Linked DNA regions of Zea mays: region 1 is linked to region 2. The links are chromatin contacts, called in public Hi-C maps. All regions are on one chromosome and are shown on one strand. The core of a region is the stretch at or near the end of the contact, and the rest is flanking DNA. Distances in the headings are between cores, read along the strand shown.

The links. Hi-C and Micro-C count contacts between places; a contact is called where the count stands out from the background.
Region 1: a Hi-C map of leaf mesophyll shows a contact between it and region 2, with 2.4 times the contacts expected there. The contact joins the promoter of LOC100191155 here to the promoter of LOC100273833 in region 2. A contact is called at or near these places in 3 of 25 Hi-C or Micro-C datasets (leaf, leaf mesophyll and tassel).

Annotation. Positions count from the first base shown.
Region 1 is chr5:78,718,170-78,721,192 of Zm-B73-REFERENCE-NAM-5.0, reverse strand. It overlaps LOC100191155, which reads left to right and starts at 1,685. Exons shown (of 6, transcript NM_001136591.1): 1 at 1,685-1,929; 2 at 2,014-2,090; 3 at 2,184-2,254; 4 at 2,354-2,860. The coding sequence starts at 1,758. It overlaps LOC103626594, which reads right to left and starts at 1,602. Exons shown (of 8, transcript XM_008647003.4): 1 at 880-1,602; 2 at 657-782; 3 at 366-563. The coding sequence starts at 1,389.
Region 2 is chr5:78,186,513-78,189,359 of Zm-B73-REFERENCE-NAM-5.0, reverse strand. LOC100273833 (Phosphatidylinositol/phosphatidylcholine transfer protein SFH8) reads right to left here and starts at 1,343. Exons shown (of 15, transcript NM_001360463.1): 1 at 1,128-1,343; 2 at 887-998. The coding sequence starts at 920. LOC103626588 reads left to right here and starts at 2,039. Exons shown (of 6, transcript XM_020537684.2): 1 at 2,039-2,136.

The sequences.
Region 1 (3,023 bases), core at 436-2,935, 530 kb before region 2:
GTCATCTTCAAGTGAAAAATTAGCACTTCTATCAGACGGATAGGGTAAAACTACACCTCATATTCATACATACATATAGTCCAACAAAATTATTTGCTTCAAGTCTGCAATTATTTTGTTAATTAGCTACTCCGTTCGTTTTTATATAACACTGGTAAGATCACTAATTAATTAAAATAACTTGATTCAAAAAAAAGAACGGGGAATACATAACATGAAATTAACAATGATAAATATATAAAAAACTGCACGTTTCTATCACTGGCAGCGGCGCAAAAAGTTTAATCCTAACATTATATGCATCACACTATAATAAAAGAGTATCACGTGTTAAAGCCGTATCAGTGTGTGCTTGAAAGATGTACCTTCCTGACTAAATCCAGAATCACAGCAACTGCAGGCTCCGTCAAATATCGTTTCTTGCCACCGAGTTCTACAACCACACTCACAAATTCCTTAACAATGGGTGAGCTTTTGTCACGTGACCACTGTCGTGACACACGACCAGACCTCTCAATTGCTCCAAATCCAAACAGGCGCCCCAAAAGATTGTCCTTAGCTTCCTAAACAGAAACGTAAGTTGCCATCAAAACAGGAAAGAGACATGTTGATAGCCATAATGAGTACTGAGTAGTGACATTAGTTTTTCAATTTACCGGTCCCTTCATAGAAGATGAATGTTCCAATAAATTAGGGATCAACTTCATAATTGCTTCCACCTTGATTGCCCGAATCGATTCGAGGACAGCGGCAAGACCCAAAGCAAATCCTTGCCTTGCATACTGCAAACAAATTTCCGAAGTTAATAGAGTAAAGCAGATCGTGACATCAGCCAACTCAAACTAAGCTTGTCCTGAACTCATGGAAAAACATTTCTACCTCTCTAGAAGAAGAGATGCCACGAATAAGCCGCCGGATGGCGTAACGCACTGATGGGGCGCAGTTATCCAGCCCGTCGTCCTTCTCAGCCTCCATCTGCGTATCCCCATCACCAGCATCCCTCTCCCCATTCCGCGCGCTCTTCTCGTACGCCTTCTGCACTTGCCGGAGCTCCACCACCAGCGCCTCGGCTGCAGCCTCTCTAACCGATGCCTCTGGTGATGCCAGGTCTCTGAACACGTTCATGTGCAGTCCCGGTCCCACAGCCACCGGAGCGGCCGGGGGATTCACAGGAGCCGCAGACTCCGCTGCCGGCGGCTGGGGCTTGGCAAATTCGGCCGACTGGCGGTGGCGCTCCTTATCCATCTCCTTCCGCTCCTTCTTCCGCTCCATGGCCAGCTTCTTCTTCGCCGGCGCCTCCGCAGCTGCAGCCTCATTCCGGATAGCGTCCGAGGCAGGCACCGCCTCCAGAACCGCGCGATCAGTCTGGGTCCGTTTTTTCCCGGCCATCGGAGCTCCCTCGCCGCGATGCTTACCACAGAGTCGAGGCGGAGAGGCAGGGCCGTGCCTCGGAGAGTCGAGGAGAGACGGCTGGGGTTTATGCCGACACGAGACGGCGGGGGAGGCCCTTGCCTAGGGTTAGGGGTTTTCCTTCTCGACTTTTTTCCTGCTTTTTTTTTCTGCGCGGACGTTGGTGGCTGTTAGAATTTTGCAAGTGGGCCTAGTCAGTTTAGAGGCCCATGATCAGCCCATTAATAATCTTGTCGTCCTTGTGACACGTGGGCCCTGTCCAGACGCGTGGTGGCACCGCGGAGGGGGCAGACAGAGAGTAAAGGAGGCAAGTAGGCGACTCCGGCGAGAGAAGTGCGGGTGCGGCCATGGCGGACAAGCCGAGCCGCGCGCTGGTCGTCTACGCCGCCGGCCACGCCGCGGCGCTCATCCCCCCGCCGGGCTCCGCAGCCGCGGGGAGCCACCTCGACGCGTTCGCCTCCCGCGCCTGCTGCGGCCTTCTCACCCTACGCTCCCCGCCGACTTCCCATCCTACGACCGGTACTAATCCATCGGACTTCACCTCCCGTCATCTTTGTCACTTGTCGCCGCTCAGTTCGTAGTTCTGTGCTGTGATACGCCTAGGCACCGAGGATAATAGCAGCACGATTTTGGAACTGGCGCAGCTGCTCGACGTTTACGATCATCTCTACCCCGGAAAGGTGAGATCTTGCTTCCCATTTGTGTTGGAATGGAGTGATTGCTCGAGAAAGTAAGAGATGTATGTAATAGTGCTTGAACTTGTTACATTTTAGAATGAGGAAAGTGGTCAAGAAGTTGCCCAAGTGGATCCACAGGAGCTCGTGGTTCCCAAGCTGTTTGAGAGGTGGGTACTAACTGGATGCATGTGCCATCCATGTGCTTTACAAGATGTTAATTAATCTTGTAAGAGTACTAACCAGTTGTAGCTGCCCTGAAATTTCAGGTTTATGGGCCTGAGAGCTGCCTTGGTCACCAGTTGCCCCCATGTCAGCTCCTTCGCAGCGAATCTTGGTTTCCATGTTTTTAAAACCAATGATTTTGCCCCACAATCTGGCTCGTCCAGCATTACTAAAGAGGATGGATTAATCAAAAGAGCATTTGATCTGCTAGGATTCTCGGATGGGGATGTGCAGGAAACATCTGAATTCGATCTAGTCTTCATGCATGTTGCCATGGAGAACACAAGCAGCAAGTTAGGAAAGTTAGGAATGAAGACAGATATCAATCGGCTCGACAAATTAGTTGGTGCAGTCTTGGAATCTGCGCCTGTTGGTTCAGCTATTGCTTCGCGTATTCATGTATCTGTGATTTTGAGCTATGGGTCTGCTTCTGGAAATAAGGATGAGTTTTCCCTTTTAACCTCTTCAACCGAAACAGATTCAGACTTGAATCTACTGCGTCCACGCCAGAGCTACACAATGAAAACAGGGCGTACATTAGATGATGTCAGGTAGATGTTTCCCTTCACCTTGATCACTGGCAAATAAAAATGAATATGCAACAAGTTAAGCCACCTGGAGCAATCTCTCTAGTCTAATTGATGAAAATGCACTTCATTCTTTTGATTTTTTTAGAGCCCAAAATAAGACTATTCGAGTTTGTATCGATCCATC
Region 2 (2,847 bases), core at 94-2,593:
ACTTCCAAGTCAGCTCAGCCAAACTTACAACGCTGAGTTACTTCAAAAGAAAACTACAGCTCTAGAAACTGAATATACAACCTTCAGCTCCTCTGAAGCTCATCATGCTAGCAAGTGAAGTGACAGGCCACAACAACTTCCCAACGAAGTGATTATTTCTAGCAGTGAATCCAGCCAAGGTTCCTGACTAAATGGTTCTGTGTTTACAACTTTACTGTTAGCAGTAACACTCCGGCCTCCAGGTATTCCGACTTGTATGCAAGTTTCAGAAGGAAGCACATACATGTTTTGAAATATGTGGTGTTTAGATTTGCACTGGTTCAGAGCTTGCCACTATTGAACAGGTCAAGGCTCAAGACAACAAGGCGCTGTCCAATGGTGAAATCAGTTTGAGACCTTAACGGTTGACAACTTGCCTGGGGACAAATCCAATACGAATACAAAGGCCCGAAGTTTATTGTGAAACCGACAAATCCGGCTCAGCCACCCTCCTTCGTAGGAAGCTACGCGCCCATCTATCTGGTCGAAGAAACTCCGACGAGACCTATACGACGCAGCACTGAACCGGTCAAAGCGCATGGCGAGACAGACACGCCGCGTGAGAGCCGCAAAAAAGGACCAGGGCGAATTAACCCGGCGAGCTCGCCGATGCCTCATGATTAGCTAGCGAGCTCGCCGATGCCTCATAATCAGCTAGCCGGATCACGGAAAACCAGGTAGACTGCGCCGCCGGTGTTGGGGGATTAGGGGGGCAATCAGCTAGTCGGATTATGGAAAATCAACGCCGCAAGAGATTGCGGTCGCCCTACGCGTATGGGCCTATGCGGCCGCGAGAGAAATCTAAGGAGGAAAAGGCCACGTTGAGGGGAGGAGCCTCGGAACTCACATGGCCGCGCGAAGCGATCGAGGTGGCCCGACATGGGCGCGTCAACGGGCGCTGGACGCGAACGGATCCTCCCGCTCCCTACTTCCGCCTCCCAAGCCTTGAACGGAACCACCTGCATTCATTCGCGCCCGTCAGAAACCCTAGAATCGCCCACTCCGAAGAGGATCGAACAAATAAGGGCAGCAGAGCGGGGCGGGGTTCGGCGGCGCGCCTGAGATTCCCATCTGCCCGCGCTTCGTACCTCGCTGTGGCGTCGGCGGGCGCCGGCGACTCGAGGGCCGCGTGGGAATCCGAGGCGAAGGGGGATTTTTTGGGGGCGTGTGGTGTCGTCGAGGAGGAGAAGGCTGGGATTGGGGGTGATGGGACGGCGCGGGGGCTGGGGCTAGTGGGAGTAACTTTAAAGTAAAGAAGAGGATGGAGGTGGAGGGCGAAGCTGATGAAGGAGAGAGAGAGAAAAAGAGGGAGGAACTACGAAGGTAGGGGACGGGGTGGGGCAGCCGGCAGCGTCCTCCTCCGGAAATTGGGGGAAATTCGGTGCGGGATATCTTTATGGATGCGTCCGGCTCGTTTACGTTCTAGCCCCTGGGTTTCAGCAGAATCGGGACTCTACTTCGCCGGCTGCCGCTCAGGATGGATAGGAGAAAATAAAAACTCTATTTATAAGCTCCTAACTTCCAAATTAAAATTTATTTTAGTTAATTAATAGGTTCGTATAATTTTGATATATATATTTTTATATACTATTAAGGGGACAGTGTAGACTGCCCCCGCCTCAGCAGCCAACGCATGCCGCGAATCCCGCGCACGAACGCCCCCGCCGCGATTCCCCTCCTGCCCGCGGCAAATCACGCGCACGACCGTCCCCCCGCCGCGATTCCCTCCCACCCGCGGCGAATCCCCCTGCCCGAACCTCTCGGGTGTAGACCATACCAGGCCCCCGCTCCCCTCCCCTCCCTTGGCGACGGCATGCCGTGGTGGATCCGCGTGCGTCAACAATCTGCCGCTCGCGATCCGCACGCGCCGTCCCTACGAATCCCGGCCGCCGACGTCGATCCCGCGCCGCGCGCCATCGAGGTGAGTCGCAGGTCCCTATGAATCCCTTTGACGCTGTCCCTACTCCAAGGAGGTGAGTCGCCGCCTCCTCGACTCAGATCTTGCTCCACGGCACGCTCCACGCCACCATCTTCGAGGCCGAGTCGCTCTCCAACCCGCACCGCGCCACTGGCGGCGCCCCCAAGTTCATCCGTAAGGTACTCCCCGGTCTCCCCTTCACCTTCTCGCTTTCCTGTCACCACCAAGATATATGCCACCGTCGATCTCGAGAAGGACCGTGTCGGGTGGACCCGGATGATCTCCAACGAGCCTGTGAACCCGAGTGAACTGATTGAAACATAGGGTTTGATATCTCCAGGACAATATTCATGACTACGATCATATCTGTCCCTTTAAACGTGGACAGTCGGTGTGCCACAACAATGGTGGTCCTGCTAACCATCACTTGGTTCAGTGCATCTTGAACAATGTGCTCTCCTTCAGCATCCAGAGCACTTGTTGCCTCGTCGAGTAGAAGTATTTTTGGGTCCTTCAGCATGCATTGACTACACCCCATCAGGATTAGGAAATGAAACAAAATGGCATACCAATATAACCTTTTGTTGGAACTGTTATTTGCATTGATTCCTAATAAAAAACATTGACATGAGAATATACTACCTCCGCGTGCAACCAAACACACCAATGTGAACCAGTATACCATAATTCCAACGGTGAAGTTAGTAAACAACTGACATAGATACTTCTACTGGCTCTGGAACCATATTTCCTTAAGTACAAAACCATTTGTTCCTTCTAGAGAAAACATCAAACTTGTGTTGTCCAATCACACCTCCAAGACCAGTTTTCGTTTCTGCCTCCTCTGTTGTTTTGTTCCAATGTCACCCTTGACCTTGAGATCTGATCCT